Linked DNA regions of Anas platyrhynchos: region 1 is linked to region 2. The links are chromatin contacts, called in public Hi-C maps. All regions are on one chromosome and are shown on one strand. Each heading gives the region's core, a stretch centred on a gene start, on an enhancer-like site or on the middle of the called end of the contact. The rest is flanking DNA. Distances are from core to core; before and after follow the strand shown.

Region 1 (4,165 bases), core at 15-2,514, 140 kb before region 2:
CTTTTATTCAGCCAATAATGCATGTTGAAATGCATACATTTTAAAACAAATATGCTTTTTGCTATGTACTAGCAATTTTTATAAAAAATATTGTTGTTGACACTTGTGTATATTGACCTATTTGCTCTTTAAATTAGAATACAATTTCACATCCCCAGTAATTTGCATTTCTAGCATCTTTCAGTTGTCTTTCCACGTCACTCAGCAGCTTGCTGCTCTTCTGAAGAGTAATACGAGTAATATAAGAGGAAATACAAACTGCATGTCTAGAAACCATCTAGATCTGGCCAGGCTTATCCCCTCTTCCCACACTAGAAGTGTGAATGCGATTCAGCAAGCTACATGCTTGACAGACAGTAGGTGTCTTTACAATAGGCAGACTTCCTTCTGCAGACGCTTCTGTTGAAAGTTCCTGTGCAAGTCCTCCTACAGATATCTCACAAAGCAAGACGTGTAGTGTTTGCAAAAGGATGCTCTCGGAACTGGAAAGATGTGCGTGGAACTAGGGTGGTCCAGACAGATTTAACCCAGATTATGTAGGCTTTTGGTGTTGTTTTGGCTACTTTACAAAGCAGGTAAACTGCCGGCAGAAAATGGAGCACTATTACTTAACAAGCTTTAATTTCTTTGTGAGGCTACAGCATAGCAATAGCTTGCTGCCTCCACCAAATCTAGGGCCCTGGTGTTTGGAATTGTATAAATATAGAATAAATAAGTAAGTTTATTTCTATTTCCCAAGTGCAGAGATCACTGCAACAAGTAGTAATAAATTGATATTAATCATATCTAATTTAGGAGTAGGCAGAGGCTAAGGGAAGGGAAAGGAAAGGTAAGTTTTTCTTCATTTGCTACACACTTAAAATGTCTTCCATTTTAAAGAAGGAGCTGGCATTTCCAGGCGGTGTCCAAAAGGGAGGCTGTGAACAAAGTTTGGCAAACACAGATGCTCTGTCCATGTCCTGGGAGCCCTGACTGGCATGTGGCAGTGAGATATTCCTTCTGGCACCGCGTGCCTTGATGATCTGCTGAGTCCCTGGCATAGCAATCTGTGTAGCAAAGATCTGTGAAGACATCAAGGACTTGGCAGCATTGTATGCAACTTAGCAATACAAGCCTCAATTTGCCAACAGGTATTGCTGCATGAGTTCATTCACTGAACGAAGAAACAAAAGCCAGCTTTTCACTGAGTTGAGAGGGAAAGAGAACTTCTTGCCAGCTGCATTACTCATTAGTCCTCTTAACCTAGCTTAACCCTTTTGTGCACAGCGAAGCTGTGAAGAAGCAAGGAGTGTTTGAATGCTTTGTGGATGCTTTCTGCATTTGTTCATCAACTGTTAGAAAGCAGCTGGCCATGCTGCAAGAGTGAAACTTTAGGAATGTGTTTCCAGATCTGCTTGGGCAGCTTGCCCTCCAGTTTGTGAGGCTATAGTTGAAGGTATGCAAAGATCAGAGATACTGTACTGGAGAGCAGCAGGATGTCTGCTTAAGACATTTGGGATAGCGTATGCATGGAGTATCCATTTTTCACCGTAAATCCTGTTTGCCATGCAATTAGCTCAGAGCTCTCTTTGCAGAGTGATGTGAAATGTGATCAGCTTTTGCTCTAAAACACACATGCAATCGCTCTGCTTTTGTTTTCGTATAGCGGTTACTGCTGCTCATGCCATACTGAGATATTTTGACATATGGACAGGGTGTGACTTCTCTCTTAAATAAAATAAGTCTGAAGGAAGACAACAGGTCAATAGCACTTCCTCCCCTAATGCAAGCTGAAAGGGGTATGAAGTATGTAGGTTACAGGGAGTCACAGAGCAGACAGCAACCTCAATTCCTGCTGCATGGCTCTCAGGGCTCCTGCTCCGGCTGCCAGTAGTGCTATAGCTCTCTGGCTGTCTACAAGGACTGAGGAGAAATTTTTAGGCAGGCAGCATTACCTACTGATTACTTAAGACCACCCAAGTGAGGCAGCATCTCACTGACAAGTGAATGTGAGCAGGCAAAAAGGGCTCTGAGGAAGAGGCAGAGGGAAGGTACGTGCTGCAGGAATAATGCTCTTGGGGTAAGGCGCCCCAGCTTCTCCCACCTAACGGCCTCCTGCCTAATCCTTGCAATATCTGGGGCTGACCTGTAACACTGCACCTAAGGAAAGGCCTGCTGTGGGAGAAGACAGCCCTCATTTAAAAGCTGCAATTCAAAAAGCTCATTTGCTGCACTGTATTAATTGCCCAGACGCTTGTACGTGACAACTTCACCCAGTCTTTTCCAGGTGTCCTTAAGCTTTCTTCTATGTGAAACTTTGCAAGTTCAGCTTCATCACAGAAATCTTTTACATGAAATGAAATTAGGAAAGTTTTTTTTCTATAACAAGACTTGTCTGACACTGTTACTGTTTCACTGATTCCGTTTGTTTGTTGTTCTTTCATCTTGCCACCACCAAAAACAAACAAACCCAAGTGAAAAGCCTTGGTTAAAAGTGCATGGGATTTCAAAGGGCTGCGGGGGGGACAAGAAAACCACCAGCTACACGCTAGCTCACTGTAAGAAAAGCAGTGGGCTAGGTGGCCTTTTGTGTAGGCCCTGCTCTTAGAGTATCCCAAACTTCACTTGCCTTCTGGATGCAGCTCCACAGCACTTGCCCCAGCTCTCCTTGGTGTGACCACACTCAAATCCTGCCTTCCCTTCAGCTGGATATTTCTGCCTCCTTCTAGCATAATATCTTTGAGCTGGAGGTCAATTTCAAACAGAATTTATCAAAAGTAGAGATTTCAAAGTTAGCTAGTCCAAAGCTCTGTTAAAATAAGAAACCCAACTTAATTTACCTGCTGAGCTTAGGGCTTCTTTGTTCGCACAACTCATTATGCAAAATTATTATTTTGTTTCCCCAGCTGCTGATGAGTCAGCTTCTAGATACCAGACCAGAAGTATCGATGTCAACACAGCATACATTGTTTGGAAGCTAGGGGGCATAGAAAGAATTGCAAGGTGCAAATTTGAGGGTTGACAATGATGCTCTTAAGGGGAAGAGAAAGCGATTTGTGTAACACAGAGAGCTTTGTAAAATATCAAGGTGGAGAAAACCTAGATCCTGCTTATCTGTAAGAAATCATCCCTGAAGAATAGCCTGAGTTTTATTGCATGTAAAATTAAAAAGTTGTATGCATTAGATTGATGAGATAGAGGTAACAAAAAATAATAATAATAAAATAAATATATCACTCCTTGAATTGGCCCAAACTTACTGGTAGCGTTTAGGGGAAATTTATATAAAATAATCTGCTGTGCCCTAGCAAGCAAAGTGAATCTTAAGGGAAACTGTATCCAGACTTCAGGATGACTGAGGTTTGCAGAGGGGCGAACCTTCATATGTGGGAGGTCTGAAAAGAAAAAAATCTCCAGCCATTAGTACCTCAGGGGTAGGGGTCATACTTTATGAGCACAAACAGGGCTACGATTACTGCTAACTGTGTGCTCCTTGGGAAAGGCAGCATGGGCTTGAAGAAGGGGCAGTTCAGATACGTTTCCTTCAGCTGCACATTAAATGTTTTTGAGACAGTGGCTTGCAAATCAGATACAAGTTTTAAATGGCAAAAATAATCCACTACAAAAATAGCTGGTTTGGACATTACACCCAAGAAACGATTTGGTTCCCCAATCCTCCCAGTGAAAGCTGGCTGGATCAGTTAGTAAAGGAAAAATGTTGAGGAGTAAGGTAACAAGACATAGCCTGTGCATTGGAATATATAAAAACAAAACACAGTAATGCAGTGTATTGCTTTGTACATTTGCTAAGTGCTTTAGTAAAAGACTGATTTTCCAAAGTGGCTGAATATTTTAAAATATTTCAAAAAAGTATTGTTTTGGTGAGCAGAACCAGCTCTGTATGTACTAATATAAAACGTCTGAGAGTCTACAGAAAAATCACAATTTTAAAATCACATTAAGGACAGAAAAAAAGTCTTGGTTACAGCCTCAGACGCTACTGGCCACAAACACTGCCAGACGCATATATCAGCATGCAGCCCCGCTCTCCCCCACCCCTCTCCTTCAAGGTTTCAGCAATGCATTAGAAAGGGAATGGGGCTTTCTGTTAAGCATAACGTGTTTTTTTTCCTTAATTTTATTTTATTATATTTGTGTTTTTTATTTTTTAATCTACCCATGAGCT
Region 2 (3,886 bases), core at 773-3,272:
TACCTTACAGTGAGCCCCTAGACCCCATGGACTCTGTCTTACAGGAATAGCAGATATTCTCTCTTGACAAGAAAGATCCCTAGCTGGTATAAAATGACAAATCACTTTTGGTATCACTGGATGTATTTAAATTTATAGCATGCAAACTTCTACTATGAGACCTCAGTTCTTAATCTCTCCCTCCTGAGACTTCATCTCAATTATTTTAGCTAGAAGTAATACTTCTGTCATTTGAAGATACACCTTCAGGGTATATCTGCACCACAGAATGTAGTGCAATGCTAGAAATTCCCATGTGGGCTGGCACAGTGGTTCCAAAAGCAATCACACCAGGTTAACGTGGATAAATTATCTCAAGTACAGCAACATGCTAATGCAAAGATACATTGCTTTTGGTTCAGGAACCAGTGTGGTGCCTCGGCATTCTTCAGCACTGCAGAGTTTATATCTACACGCTCTAATAAGATTTAATTTTGTTGAAGGTTAGAGGAAGGCAGACTCAAATACCGTAAGCTCCCATATATCCCAATAGCAAGATGAGACATGATGGTGAGTTTTGTAATGATGAGCTTCTGAGGGAGTGTTGGGCTTGGGAAGCATTTCCTTTTAGCAAATGCACAAGTACCAGCTGCATGATGTCAGTAGTCTGGAATAATGCCTTTCTTTGGTAGGTGGTATTTAATCATTTCAAAAATTGCCTGGCAGTCAACCGACTCATTAGGTAGCAAGCAAACAGCAGCAGCGTCCTACTCCTTGTCAAAGCCAGCGTGTTCCCTTTGAGGTCCTTGCAGTTCTTACAGTGACCCCTTGTGGCTAGGGGCTCTTTTTACCTCCTACATCGGAGCGAATGTGAAAATCTCTGGTATAAGTTGTACAGGTATTGAGGATTTTGAACGGATTTTATGTGTCCGATGCTATAAGTGTATGTTATTGCACAAACTGTCAATAGGAGAAATGGATTTTGTCAGGTAGCAGAAAAAGGGGCAGACAAGGAGGAGCAAATCTGTAGAATGAGCTCTCTGTCCCTGCGTGCATTTCAGGAGGTTTCACTGCAGGATGGCTCTCATCTCATCCCACAGAGTGCAGCAGATGCAGCACATTAGATGTGTTCTTGGAGCACATTTTCTGGCTCAGTTTCATCTGAAAGGGGTCCAATTCTGTGCTCCAAGACCACTTCACAATGCGAACCACTGCAATGTAAGTGGGGGTGATCAGGATACTCGTATCAAAAAAAGCACTCCTGCTTCAAGCTGGAGCTAGTGTAGACACGCTGAGAAGCCCGAGTGATACCAACCCTTTGGTGTCCAGCATTACTTTGGGGATGACCGTAAGGAAAAGCCTGTTGCACTGAATAAGGGCAGAAGGCGGATCACGGCGTTGCTGTTAGAGGTATAGTGTGCTCATTTTGCCTGGAGCTTATGACTAAGTTGCTGAACGACCTATTATGAGTCAGCCTTAGTCAACTGTAGCCATTCCCTTCTTTTCACAGTTTTCAATTAAGGTGTAGTTTCACAGTCACTTTAATCTGATTTAAGACAGATGAAAGAGGATGTCTCTTCTTCCTTCCCTTGCTCTCCTTGTTTTGGTATTAGCAGCTGCATGGCCAGGAGACCACATTGTTAATGCTTTCTTTAAAGGATCGCGGTATAAAGGAGTAGCTGCTGTGAACACGCTCGGATTCAGATAGGATTCAGATACGACTCTGTTTTTGTGCAGTGTCAAAGCATGCATGTTAAGTGATTTGCTCTTGCACCTGGGATTATGGCCCTTTATTCCATTCACTTGCAGATGGTTGGTGTGATTTCTCAAGGTGCTTGGGACAGAACTAATTCCAGGGCCGTTGGATAGCTACCTGTTAGCTGGATACTCAAAGGCTCTATCATCCCCTCACCTTCTTGAGCATGCCAAGACAGCAGTTTTGTAATGCTCAATAGTTGAGGGCTGTCCTGCTGTCATTTGTTGAAGCTGGAAGTCTTGCCCCCGAATAAATTCTTTACTTTGGCAAATGAAAAGCTGGAAATAATTTACTAACTTAAAGCTCCTCCCTTCTAAGTATTCTGTCAGCTCTGCCAAGGAATGGCTTTGGGAAGGACTGTAGTGTTTCTAAAATCTGGCATTGATTACGAGGGATTTTTCTAAAGCAGGGTTATTGGCTTGATTATTTTTTCCCCCTGAACATGCCATGTAAATTGAATACTGATGTGCAAATTCTGTCTTCATAAATATGACTTTTTAAATCTGAGTGTACTTTTGTTGTAACTTTCAGCATAATGTAAAACTATTTTCTCATTAAAATGAGAACCTGTGGTAATACAAGAGGGATTGTGGAATACTTCTTTTTAAGGGATATTTCTCTTTAGAATTAGGAAAATGCCATATGAAAGGTTAATTGAGACTTGAATGTTGCACAAAGCTTGTACCGATCTCTGTTCACATGGCTGAATATAATTCATAGTGATTAAAAATGACTGTTCTACCCAAGATCAAAAACCCTTTCTTACTGTGTATTCCGTTGTATTTCTAGTCATTACACATTGGTTTCTGAAAATCTGGTACAAATAAAAGCAATCCAGATGCAGTGCTTGGTGCTTACGTAGTTTAATCATACATTTATTAAAAGGTGTCCTAGAAAGAAAATACTTTACTGCAAGGGCCATTGTCTCCAACAGTGGTAGCGTTTTACTTATTAACTCCATGTCAGATAAAGGCAACATTAGGAATCTACCACACGTAAGTAAAACCAATCAATGTCAATTGTTTTAAACCTAGTGGAAATGAGTATTGGACAACATATGTATGATGTTTGGATAGCTGGTTCAGTTAATATTTGTGTGTATTTCCATGTAATAATTCCTGGCATGTCTCTTGATATTTCTGATAAGTGCATTGTTATTGAATAATTGCTACTTAATGCAGTAGATTTCCAAGCAGCATTATGACACATGTAAAGCATGCAAGTTAAAACTCATTTTTTGCAGCTATGTTGTTACCAACATCCATTAGCATGTGTATATAAGCGATCAAATATCTCTTGCATCTCCAGTAAGTGCTCTGTCAGCAGACGAGAAGACATTACCAAATCTTTTGTTAGCACCGCAGAGTCTCTGCAAGCCTGCTGACAGACAAAATGGGAAACAAGTATAACCAGCTATTGAGGAAATGAAATCATTTCTAGTTACACATAATGCTTGTTAATATAAAAACCATACATGGTAATTAATTTTTAAGGGAAATTTCCATTCATTCTCTCCCAAACGTTCTCTATTGTGTTTTAGTGCAATTTAAAAGTAGACCCTTAACTCTTCCCACAAGTGAATGAATTTAGAGCTTTGAAACGTTGGCAAATGCGAAGAACGTACTCTGTATAATGCTAGCAAATGAAATTCTATTAGGAATTATGCTTTGCTTCATTTTTACTGGAAAACAGGCACCCTCTCCTCGCTATAAGACCTAAATTCTCACTTCAGGAGTTGCTATGAGGAAAACTTTTTGGTTTTCCTCCTGCAAGCAGTCTGCCAGCAATGCAGCCAGGACAAAATACAATTACCTTTGTTGCATGGTAAAAGCCAGACCTGTCATCTGTTGTGTTAGTAATTGATCCTGCTTGTCAGAGAGGGACTTGTTCTTCTCCCTCCTTTGGCAGTAGTGGTGAGTCAGAAACACATTGTATTTGGATGTTCCTTTGCCTGTCCCATCAGAGAAATGACTTCACAAGTGGTACCTTCAAAGTCCTGGATGAAGGCAGCGCATACAGCAACTCCGTCTTCTCCTGCCCCCCGCAGGCCTTTCTGGCCAGCAGGAGCATGCAGCCAGAAAGCTTCACCTGCTGGAGGGACAGGTGTCAGGCCCCGGTGGCTTGGCTGGGCCACCATGAGGGGCTTACTGG

What was found. A called contact is a pair of places that touch in the nucleus more often than the background predicts.
Region 1: a Hi-C map of skeletal muscle shows a contact between it and region 2, with 4 times the contacts expected there. The contact joins two enhancer-like sites. A contact is called at or near these places in 2 of 8 Hi-C or Micro-C datasets (F5 follicle and skeletal muscle).

What each region holds. Positions count from the first base shown.
Region 1 is chr4:29,719,315-29,723,479 of IASCAAS_PekinDuck_T2T, reverse strand. All of the region lies in intron 2 of PALLD (palladin, cytoskeletal associated protein), which reads left to right. Among named protein-coding and RNA genes, the nearest start is that of PALLD, 33 kb to the left of the region's middle. Within about 2 kb of position 1,264, at least 1 of the 8 cell types and tissues checked has an H3K27ac peak or open chromatin away from gene starts, as enhancers often do.
Region 2 is chr4:29,577,242-29,581,127 of IASCAAS_PekinDuck_T2T, reverse strand. All of the region lies in intron 14 of PALLD (palladin, cytoskeletal associated protein), which reads left to right. LOC106016806 (a long non-coding RNA gene) reads right to left here. Exons shown (of 3, transcript XR_005265482.2): 3 at 2,499-3,886. Among named protein-coding and RNA genes, the nearest start is that of CBR4, 35 kb to the right of the region's middle. Within about 2 kb of position 2,022, at least 3 of the 8 cell types and tissues checked have an H3K27ac peak or open chromatin away from gene starts, as enhancers often do.